Linked DNA regions of Ovis aries: region 1 is linked to region 2. A link is a contact called in public Hi-C data. All regions are on one chromosome and are shown on one strand. Each heading gives the region's core, a stretch centred on a gene start, on an enhancer-like site or on the middle of the called end of the contact. The rest is flanking DNA. Distances are from core to core; before and after follow the strand shown. Region 1 holds the start of PIEZO2 (piezo type mechanosensitive ion channel component 2). Region 2 has its middle 17 kb from the start of NAPG.

Region 1 (5,868 bases), core at 2,362-4,861, 260 kb after region 2:
CCTCCACCAGTTACAAAAATAGACGACTAAAACGTAAAAATCGATTCTAATGGCAAGCGGATCACTGCACTCTCCATGTCCAGGATATTAGGGAAATCTGAATATTTGATTTAGTAGCACCCTGGGAGCCGGGGAGCCTGAAAACCCTCCAATAACCTTGAAAACATCCACTTCCTGTAGAAGAGAATTGAATGCCTACATCAAGCAACACCCACCGAGCAGCCTCGCGTCCTGCAGTTAAAGTACAAAGACTAGAAGGTGCGCACCAGCCGTCGGAAGTGGGTTGTCTTTCCTCACCAAGCGGTGAGGGGTCAGTGGCGGGAATCAGTGCTCTGGTCCTCCCTGGAGCTCTGCTCTCATCCAGGCAGTGGGGCGGGTTAGGGGGTGGGGCGGAAGTCTGAGGTCCGAGGTCCCAGTCCTTCCCCTTCCTCCCCGGGGGACCGGGAGCAACGAGAGATAACCTAAGGCCCCACTCAGTGCAAGCAGCCCGCCCCCACACACAGTCACACTCGCACGCCCCAGGTGCGCAGCCACACACACACACACACACACTCGCACACCCCGGGTTCCCCTCCCTGCACCCGGAGGGCGGAGGGAATCCTGAGGATTGGGCTGGAAAGGGAAGGCGGCGAGGCTAGAGCCAGGATGCTGGACCGCGGGCGGCCCGGTCGTCCTCGGCTCCGGGATGCAGCTCTCCCGCCGGGAAGGTCGGGGACCCGTGGGGCGCACGTGCGAGTCCCCGCACCTATCGAGCGTGGCTGGGCCCCAGTGGGCCCCCGGCGATGACCGCATCGTGGGGCTCAGGGGCGCTGGGAGGAGGCCAGGGGAGGGACGAAGCAGCCCCGAACGATGGCGGGATCCCACCCGCACGACCGTTGTCCCCGCTCTTACAAGCGCCCGGGGGAGCCTATGGTTCTCGCCTCGAGCCTCGGGCTCCAAAGCTGGAAAGTGCGCGGTGCCTGGCCCTCGAGGGCGCAAAGCTAACCCTCCTGCTGAAGGGTTTTGCGGTGTAGACCCCCAAGATGAGTTGGAATGACGCGACCCCACCCGAGAGGCCGCGGACCTCCAGGGGAAGCCGGCGGGCTCTGCAGCTGCCAAGTTCAGCGCGAGGTCGCCGGCCATCAGCGGGTAATCGCTGCTGTCCTATCGCTCCGCTAGGTGTGCGTCGCAGGTAACTACCGGCAGTCCCCAGGAGCTGCCACCCCTCCGAGCCCGGGGGAGGGGGGGGCAGGGAGGTGGGGCCGGAGGGACGCGCAGGATGGGGCAGAGCCACTCCCCACCTCACTGACTACACGAATCGGCCCCACACCGAAAGCCCCCGCTTAAGCCGGGCGCGGTGTCAGGCCCTGCAGAGACACGCGGTCCCTGGACAGGACGCGACCTGCGAAGCAGCCGCACAGTGTCCCTGATCGATTTGCCAAAGGCTCTATCCTTCCCAAATTCAAGTAAACTGGAGGGGACAGACGCCCATAGGAGCTTCGTGGGAGCCGCGCTCCTCGCCGGCAGAGCGATGGTCAAGGACAAAGATGCCGGCAGAAGGGTCCTGCCCGGAAACTCGAGTGGCAAAGAGGCCGCGACCGCCTCATCACTGGCCCCTCCTCCTGCCCAGGGACCAGGCCTGTCGCCTCTCCGCGAGCCTTCTCGGTTTTCCGCGCAGGTTTCTTGTGTGTCAATACTCGGCCACATAATCCCCCCAGGAGCTGGGGTCAGCCCTCAGGAAATCCATCTAAGCCCCCTTCCGATTACGTCCCCATTTAGCACAGGCGTGACCTTGACCCTCCACCTCTGGCAAAATGGACAAAGGTGGCTTTTTCCGCATGGGTCTGGCTCTCCTTGCAAACGCAATTGCTACTTGCTAAGACATGTCCTCTTTTCTAGCTCCAGTGGGAACAGGTGAGGGCTAGGCGCCCAGAGTCATCTTGGCGGGGTTCAGTGTGGCACTTCTACTAGAGGAGAAATTGGGCCCCTCTCACTCCAAGCTCGCGCCCCGCGGGTGTCTTTAGACCTGAAGGCCGGTGGCTTTTCACGCCCTACCGGCCGCATAAAAACAGTGAGATCCTTGCCTGGGAATCCGGGAGGCTCCCTCTGTCCTCGCTTAAACCTCGGAGTCCCAGCGCAGTTACAGATCCGTCTGGACCGCGCAGGAGCGGAGCTGGGCCTCCGTTTCCGCAGCCTCTGCGTCCAGCAGTTTTGTTGTAGAGGCTTTTGTGTGAGTAAAGCCAGCAACTTCAGGGCACCGCTTCCCCGCGCGACCCGAGTCCTTTCCTTCTTCCCCCCAGGGGCTGGGACACGGGACGGGGCAGAGGTGGCATAGAAACCCTCTGGATGCGCCCGAGCGTCCTGCGTCCAGGGACCGGGAGGGTGCTCTTGTACAAACCTGGGAAGGGGTCTACAACTACCTTTCAGGCGGATTCGCATCCATTGTGCACGGCTCGGCACTCCACAGAAATTTCTGTGTGTTACTAAACTCAGCTCCGTCTCCAGCACTGGCCGAGCTGGCCGCCAGGACTGTGAAGCTAGACGGTTAAGACCCTGATCATGCAGACCCGGTTCGTGCGCCCCAGAGCGAGAATTGAAAGCGCCGGGCTTCCGCACCCAGAGCATGGAGCTGACTCCCCGAACCGGGTCTCGGGCACGCGAGCTAGTGATCTGGGTTTGCTCTGAAGCCCGCCCCCTCCCCAGGCGCCCCCTCCCCTCCCCTGGACCCTCGGAGAGAGGGAAACACTCACCTACTGCCAGGCAGATGGGGAGCAGCAGCCTGAAGACGAGCCCGCACACCACTTCCGAGGCCATCGCGTCGGTCCCGCGAGTCCGAGCAAAGGGTCTCCAGGACTGGGGTGCCAAGCCCATGCCCGCCTAGGGCCTCCTGCGGCCGGCGGCTCGCAGCCGCCCGGGCATCGCCTCGGCTAGAGCCGCGGCGCCGTGCGCCCCGAGGGCGCGCTCTCCGCTTTCCTGGCCGCGCCTCTCCGCTCTCCCGGCCGCCGTTCACCAGGCCCTAGGAAGCCCCCTCGTCGGGCGCCCGACCCCTCACGGCCGGCCCATCCAGTGTGGACTCCCCGATCCGGTGCCGGAGGTTTCTGCAGCCGGTGCCGGAGGCCAGAGCCGGGGACCAGGCACTTCGAGAGGGTCCCGCGAGGCGGCGCGGCGAGAAAAGGGGAGAAGAGGGCGTGCTGTCCTTTTGGCGGCTCCTGCGATGTCCCTCACGGGCAGCGGGGAGCCTTCTCCGTGGAGTCTTCTCAGAATAGAGGTGACGACGCGGCCCTCGTTCGGCCTGAGCTCCCGGAGCGGCCCTGGCCCGGAGCGGCCCCGCGGTGGCTCCCTCAGCAGTCTTCGGTTCAGCCTTTGCGCCCCCGGGCTTCGGGCCGGAGACAGCGGGGCGCGGGCGGCCGGACTCGCGTAACCATTCCCGATTGCTCGGGGCTCCCTAACGGGTCGGCAGCGGGGCGCGCGAGGGGGCAGCCTCCACTCGCTCCTCCTCGGCCTCCACTTAAAGAAATAAAATGAAAAACGAACGCCGCCCGGCGGCCAGCGCGCCCCCGCCCCGCGCGGTGCAGCCTCGCCCTGGCGCCGCAGCCCCGGCTCCGGGCGGGCGCGCACTTCTCCACCTTCAATGAAACTTTCGAAGCCGCGCTCGCGGACGGGCGTGCGCGCCGGCCAATGGGAGGCGGCTCGGGGCGGCGCGGGGTCCCGCCCCTGGACGGCTGGAGGCCGGCGCAGGGCCCGAGTGCGGGGACCCAGGGCAGGGTAGCCCCGCCTGCGAGCGGTGGGCTTGGCGCGCTCGCTCCCCGGACCCTCAGCGTCGCTGGGTCCTGTCCTTTTGCAGACTGAAGGAACCATCCGTTCCCCAGGGCGCGGCCCTGAGCTCACCCCCCACCCGGGGAGTCCTTTAAGGCTCCAGGAATTGTGCACAGGCGACAGAAGAGCAGAAGTTGGCGCGACTGTCACTGTGCTAGGTCCGCACGTGCCCACCTGCACGCACTGGGAGGAAGAGGATTCGCCCAGACCAGTGTGCTTGCGCATTCTGAACAGAGCGAGAAGTTTCAGCTTTGACCGGGCTCTGGGAAATCCTGGGTCTTTCCAAATTCATTAAGTCACTGGGAAATCTGCGAGTGGACATAGGGATCAGATGCGCGCCCACTTAGTAGATTTTGGAGACGTCTTGTTTTCGCCTCGGGTTTGTTGCTTGTCGTGGCCCCTAGGAAGAGAGTATACTGTTTCTCTTCTCTACTCATAACCCCTGTTTTCTCTTTCTCTAGGTAAGATCTAGAGACACCTGGTTCTAGCTGGGAGATGCTCTTTTCTCAATTATCCAGCAGTTTTGTCACTGAGGGGACCCTGGAGACCTGAAACAGGTGATCTGACGTATAGGGAGGACCCTTCAAAACTGGCATTTCCATCAGGAGGGCAGAGAGGCAAGACTTTGACTTCCACCAGCCTTCTGGGCTTGAACTGGTGTTTGATGATGGAAAAGTCTGCTGATGGAAATTTACACAAACCTTAGTTCTCTGTGATAACCAACAAGGTCTCCCTTTAGAGATACAGTAAGCTTGCATTTTGAGCCCAAATAGCTTCACAAATTCCCTGAGAAAGACAAATACACTGTGAACCAACACTTTTTTATGAAGCCTGATGCAGTCAGATCTTGCAAAGACACACCGAAACTTAGACCATCCTTGTATTCTAGCATCCTCAAGAAGTTTTGCCACCCGAAACTCCGAATGTCGATGTACACTGCACTAGGCCTAAAGAAGACAACAGGAACTTAAGCAAATCATTGTCCTCTCCCAGGAATTGTGTTTTGTAGAAGCCTGATGACAATCTGCACCTGTTTTCCAAATCTAGCACTGTGATGCTCATAGGTGGTGTCCTCTGGCTCTCCCTCTCTCCATCTCTCTGGTACAACTTGTTTTGGGAACCCAATTAGGAGGTCACAAAGCCCTCCTGAATTTTATGTAACACTGTGTCACCACATGAATTCTGTTTACTCTGAATATTTCGTCGTGTTCTTGGTAGGTGTTCTTGGTAGGTTTCCAACACTGCCTTTTTCTTGTTGCTGTTCAGTCACTAAGTCATGTCCAACTCTTTGCGACCCCATGAACTGCAGCACACCAGGCTTCACAAACTCAAGTCCATTGCGTTGATGATGCCATCCAACCATCTGTCGCCCCCTTCTCCTCCTGCCCTCAATCTTTCCCAGTATCAGTGTCTTTTCCAATGAGTCAGCTCTTCTCAACAGGTGGCCAAAGTATTGGAGCTTCAGCTTCAGCAACTACAGTCCTTCCAATGAATATTCAGGGTTGATTTCCTTTAGAATTGACTGATTTGATCTCCTCACAGTCCAAGGTACTCTCAGGAGTCTTCTCCAATTCAAAAGCATCAGTTCTTCAGTGCTCAGCCTTCTTAATGGTCCAACTCTCACATCCATACATGACTACTGGAAAACCATGGCTTTGACTATGTCCTGTCCAATAGACAGGACCTAGACCTGTCTGCTACTGCTGCTGCTGCTAAGTCACTTCAGTCGTGTCCAACTCTGTGAGACCCCATAGACGGCAGCCCATCAGGGTCCCCCGTCCCTCTAGATGTCCTCCAAATCAATGTCTCAGATACCCAGTTAGGAGAGGCACAATCTTCCCTAATCCACCTCCCGCTTATCCTGCCCCTCTGTGTACCAAGTTGACCATTTGGTCTTTAGAGATTTTAAGACCTGGATTCTACTTCTTCGTCCACCCGCACATATATTCAAGGAGTTTCAGTTGTCTGCATTTTACTAGAAGCTGTGCTCCCCTTGGCTGCATGCTACAGGCACCTTGGATCTCTCCATTAAACCAAAGTCCTTGATTTTGACTCTGACTTGTTCTCGGCCGC
Region 2 (5,862 bases), core at 1,535-4,034:
GCGACACTTGTCTAAACAGCTGATTGGACAAACACATGAGTGCACTCACTCACAGACACAGGCTTTATTAACCTTGTTTGTTGTGTCTGTCTGCTCTTATTCTTCCTGCCCCATGTCACACCTGACGCTGACTGGTGGACAAGGACCAGCTGGGCCTCCGGGGTCTCCGCTCAGCTTTGACCTGGCCCACCTGCCACATCTCGGGGGGGATTGGGGAATGTTACTGGCATTGCAGTTCAGCCAGCTGCCTGTACGTGCTGGTAGCGCCCCAGCACTGGGATGAATATGCAATGTCCCCACTAGCGTGGGCACAGAGTGCTGTCCCTTGTCAGGAACCAAGACTGTCCCTCTGCCCCACCCCCCAGCACCTCATGATGTCAGAGTAGCAGCAGTCCCGCCTCCAAGCCTGCTGCCCCACGGTAGCCACATGGAACTGTTAAAGTGGACACAAAGGAAATAAAATTCATTTATTTCATTCATTATCACACTGTCACGTCTGAGATGCTGGGTGGCCCTGGGTGGCCCTGTGTGTCCCTGGCCACAGAAAGCCCCTTGGACAGCGCTGGTCTGGGTGCCTGGCGGGTGTCGGTGAGTTGGATGGGGTGGGGGAGACTCAGGCAGGAATCACACCCGGAGGACATTTCCACACCAGTTTGGCGGGTACCAGGCGGCAGAGTCCAGGAGGTTCACGAAGAGGCTAGGCTGAGCTTTTAATTCCATGGCTCAGATCCCTCACTTCCAAAAGAAAACAGTGGTGCCTCCAGGAAACAGCAGAGGAGCCGCTGGTGTCATCCAGCCAGTGGCAGGTGGGATGGGAGGCGTGACTGTGTGCACTTCTGGTGTTTCCTCTGGACCGGCTCAGCGCCCGGGGCTGAAATGCCCAAATGTCTGCTGCCCACTGGCCCCCAGGTGCCCAGCCTGGCTACAGAGGGTGAGGGCATTTCCACCCTGGATGCAGCTCTGCTTCCCTCCTTGGGGTTTTGTTTCATAGAAATTATGTAATTTTCTGTTTTATGAAAATTATGTAATTTTCAGTGCTAAAAAAAAGCACAGCGAGAAACCCCAAAAGTACAAAGAATAAAATAATTCTCTTCAGTCTCATCTTCAGAAACAAGCATTTCCTCCATGACCATCACTCCAGGCCTCTGGACAAACTGGGAAAGGGACCAGCAGGTACGAATTCACTTCAGGACAGGCTCCTAGTTACTATTTGTAAATAAAAGTGTGACACTTAATCTTCATGGAATTTAGTGAGAGAGAAGGAAAGCTAAAAAAAATTTTGAAATTTAGATGTGTTTCTTAATAAGATATGTATTTCTAAAAGATCTCACATTTAAAATACATTGGATTGTTTATGCTTTCACATGTAACTATTTCAGCTTTTGATATTTTCTGTCAGTTCCTTGCTCTGAAATATGGGAAAATTAGCACCACCCGGACCCTTATTTCTTAATATTTTTCTGATTCTATTATTAATTTTCCATGTTTGAGGTTGTAACATTGACATCTTCTTCTTTAACCACAATCCCTGTTCTTTTTTTTGTCTGAAAAACTTACTCTTAAATTTATATTTAAATGCTTCAGAACTTATCACTACTAATTTTAAACCATCATTTTTCCTTTTTTTAAAAAAAATGATTTTGACTTATCCCTTATTAACTAAATTTCTCTTTTTCCAAGAAAGGCTCATGGATTTCTTGAATTATTGCCTACATAGTGGCATTTGTGTCTTTTTACTTTATGTACAACTTGGCTAAGGCTGACACTTCAGGGTGACCCTTCCCCTGGGTACCTAGTGGATGGACCTGAACTTCTGCTAATGTGATGAATTACCATGACTTTTTCTGATGTTAAGCCCACTTGATCATGAATTTTTTTAGTGCACTGCTGAATTGGATTTGCTAAATTGTGTTAAAGATTTCTGTGTCTGAGCTTGTGAGGGCTGTCTTTCTCCCTTTCTTGAAGCATCTGTGATGATGTTGGAATCAGGGTAACATGGGCCTTGAATTGAGGATTCTTCTCTCCTCTACTTTCTAAGAGACTTTATGTAGGGATTGGCATTTCTTTTTAAATTTTTTGCCACAATCCACAAGTGAATTCATCTTGCCTGGAGTTTTCTCTGGGAGAGTTTTCAATTATGAATTCAATTTATTAATTGGCATAGAACATTTCTGGGGAGGTTTGAAAATTTTATTTGAAGTCAGTTTTTGCAATCCTTATCTTAAAAGGATTTTTCCCATTTTGCGTAAGTTGTAAAATGACCTACATTTGTTCATAATATGTAACCTCTTTATCCTTTCAATGTCTGGAAAAGCTGGACCGATATCCCTTTTTGTGGTTCACTTCCTGGATCATTCTCATCAGGAGCCCACAGAGCAGTGCCAAGCCCACGCACCTTCCCTGTGGCCCTTGTGCCCCACCCCTGCCCCCAGCCTCAGTGTCTCTGCAGAGCCTTCCTGAGCCTGGCGCTCACTCTGGCTGGACCCCAGTGTGGGCAGCAGCCCAGGCAGACTCCCACATGACTGCTGTCTGCAGGGCCCCCCTGCCCCTTCTGCATGGGGGTTTTGTTTTCAGGACACTCGCTGACACCACAGGGTCTCTCCTCATTTTTCTGGCTGTTTGATATTTTCTGATTCTTTGTTTTATTTGGCGGGGGGTGGGGGGGGGTAGTTGATATGCTTTCTGGGTTTCTTGCCCCAAGGGCGATACAGGGCAGAGGCTGCTTGTCATCAGTTGCTTCAGACACAGGGTGGTGCTGAGCAATGAACCATCTGCAAGGCTCATTAATATTTCACCGCTTTGCATCAGCCTGGTGCCCCAGCAGCATCGCTCGTGACTGAGTAGAGCTCTGTGTGGCTCCCTGATGCATCCTTAGTGTTTCAGGAAGGCCTGGCCCTGGCTCACTCAGTGTATGTGCTGGCGGCCTCTGAGGGCAGGCTCCGGGCAGCCCCTCCGGGGTGGGGAGGGGCAGGCATGCAGCCTGGCCAAGCCGTCAGCCAGCCAGTCAAAGGCACTGGAATCCAGAGAGTTATCCCAGAACTTTCCACAGCTCAACCCGCCTCTGTTCTCATAAAGTCTTCCTACGCGGAGATGGAACAACATGATGGATGTAAAATTTTCCCTGAAAGAAGCTTGCCGTGATGGAGGTGGTACCAACAATCTAAACAGATGAACACATCAGAGAAAACAGCTAGGAGATGGAAACCAGTTTTATTTGGTGGGATCTTGAGTGTCTACACTTGCACACCTGGAGGTCTGTGTCCTGGGAAGGAGTGAGGGCCTGGGTTCCGCGGGCACATTGGGGCAGGCCCAGCAGTCCAGGCATCGGGTCAGTCCAGGTGTTCCAGGCTCTGTACCAGATGGTGTCTGTCCCTGGTGGCCCAAGCACCCCCCAGGCCCTCCCTTCTCCTCTTGCACCTCCAGATGCCATCCACTCTTCACAGAAGTTCAAGGCAACACACCCCCTCCCTTAGGGCTGCTCCTTTTAGGCTTCTCTCTAATGCAATTGTAGGTTTTTTTTGCAAAATAATTTCCAGTCTAATCCAGTGGGGGTGAGACAGAGGGGGTGTGATTTTGCCTGAGGTCTGAGAACCTCCTTGATGTTACTGAGCCCAGACCAAGTGAGGACTCACTGCCCCCTCTAGGGTAGAGCCCAGGCTGAGGGCCCCCAGCCACACTGCACTTAATATCATTTACTAGTGAGGCTGTGCAGATATTTCCAGTGGTAGGTTATGACTTGGTTCCCAGCCTAGAGACGTCCCTTGTCAGCCATCAATTTTATAAGGCTGCACAAATTCTTCAGTTTTCCCCATAGGCTTGACCTAGTTTTCCCATCAGGCATTTGACCAACACCTGAGAAAGTTAAGTGCTCAGGAAGCTGAGGGATGCGATGCGGGTATGGACCTTCCTTCTCAGGGCTTTCATCTCTCAGTTGCTTTTGACGCCTAGGGACAAGCATCCTGTCGTGGGGGTGGGGAGATGAAACGTTGGATCCAGGGTAGATGCCGGCTCGGCCGGAGGGCCAGCAGGGTTCACATTTACGCAGAATCTTCCGCCTGGAATCAGGACCGCTCAGCTCTGCGGGCATCTCCAGAGCACCTCTAAGGACCAGGATGGGGAGGCTAAGTCCTCCAATCTGGCTGATGTCAGCATCACCCAGAAGGTTTACACTTGATAGATCTTCGTCCGCGGCCCCCGAGTCTGACTTGCGGCATCGTGTGAGGTCCAGAAGTCTGTCTTTTTTAAAGGGAACTGGAGGCAATTCTGAAGATTACTCCACATCCGTGGCTTGGATGCCCTGTCCCCAAGTAGAGCTCCATGACATGAGCTGGGATGCCTCTCCCATCAGGCTGCAGCTCTTCGCTGAGTGAAGGTCACGGTCAGGGGCTGGGACTTTGCTCACCTGGCTGGATGGACAGGCTTCCCAGCCAGTCTGGGACCTGTGTGACTTCTCCAGCTTTACTCGAGCTTCTGCTCTGGGTTTTGGGGACACCCTTCATGCTTCTGAGACATGTGTTAGCTGTGCACAGCCAGACTGGCCGGGACTTGTGTGAAATGCTTTTGAAATTCGATCATTATGGGCACCCCTGTGGGTCTTACTGATTTTTGGACTATTAAAAAAAAATGAGGCCCAATCGGAACCTTGGTGTAGAGTGGAATTCACACCTGAAGGAGCAGAAGTTCCTGAGAAGACGCCTTGAGCCGCTTCCCTGAAGTGGCCTCTGTTCCTCCTGGGCAAAGAGTTGGGGACAGGTGAGAACACAGTTCTCTCTGTTACTTAGAAGGTGAGAGGATTTAATCCATGCTCTTTCATTCCTGGACTTTAAATTGATGTACTATTTTAACTTTCGTTTCTCCCTGGAAAAAATTGTGAAAGGAGGCTGGCATTTAAAGCTGGGGTATTTCCATGTTAGTGTTTTGCTTTGATATCTCAATGTTGTCATCTTATTTCTCTGCAGAGCCTCACAGACGTAACACGGGACAAAGTGCTGGGACCACAGTGTGTGATGGAAACAGAATAAGGGCTAGAAGTTTGGACTTAGGTGTGGTGTAGCGTAAAAACCACTGAACTGATGGAGTTTCAGAGCCACTTCAGAGTCTTCTGGGGACAAAGTCTAGACTGACCAGTGGAGTCCCATGAGGATGCTGGTGTTGGAGGATGGGCTCAGGGCAGTTGGGGGTCTCCAGGCTGGCTTCCCCCGATCTAGTGGAACAGTCACAGTATGAAATACAGTGAAAGTCGCTCAGTCGTGTCTGACTCTTTGCGACCCCATGGACTATACGGTCCATGGAATTCTCCAGGCCAGAATACTGGAGCGGGCAGCCTTTCCCTTCTCCAGGGAATCTTTCCAACCCAGGGATTGAACCCAGGTCTCCCGCATTGCAGACTCTTTACTAGCTGAGCCACAAGAGGAAGCCACATGCTGGGCTAATCAGGGACTAATGACTGAACTAAGGGGTTTAAAGAAGAAGGACTGGGAGGCTCTTCTCTCCGCTTTCCTGCGTGGGTTTTTCCACAGGGAGGAACAGCATCACCGGAACATTCCAGGTCTCTCTCCACTTTCATATTCATGCCCCTCACTGAGCTTTTATCAACATTACAGGTGCCTTTTTATTGAAATCATTCTATAGAGCAGTTTGGGGTTCATAGCAGAGGTACGAGGAAGATACAGAGATTCCCAATAACCCTTGGCCCCACACATGCCATTACCAACATCCCCCACCAAATGGGACACTTGTTATAAGTGAGGGCCCGACATAGACGTCATTGTCACCCAAAGGCCACACGTAGTTCACATTACAGTTCGCTCCCAGCGTGGGACGTTCTATGGGTCTGGACAAATTTCTAACAACAGGTATCCA

Evidence for each region. A called contact is a pair of places that touch in the nucleus more often than the background predicts.
Region 1: a Hi-C map of hypothalamus shows a contact between it and region 2, with 8 times the contacts expected there. The contact joins the promoter of PIEZO2 here to the enhancer-like site in region 2. A contact is called at or near these places in 8 of 16 Hi-C or Micro-C datasets (hypothalamus, liver, mesenteric adipose tissue and 4 more).

What each region holds. Positions count from the first base shown.
Region 1 is chr23:42,964,020-42,969,887 of ARS-UI_Ramb_v3.0, forward strand. It overlaps PIEZO2 (piezo type mechanosensitive ion channel component 2), which reads right to left and starts at 3,612. Exons shown (of 52, transcript XM_042239280.2): 1 at 2,730-3,612. The coding sequence starts at 2,850.
Region 2 is chr23:42,702,812-42,708,673 of ARS-UI_Ramb_v3.0, forward strand. No RefSeq gene overlaps it. Among named protein-coding and RNA genes, the nearest start is that of NAPG, 17 kb to the left of the region's middle. Within about 2 kb of position 2,785, at least 3 of the 54 cell types and tissues checked have an H3K27ac peak or open chromatin away from gene starts, as enhancers often do. A contact at or near this core is called in hypothalamus, where this site is marked.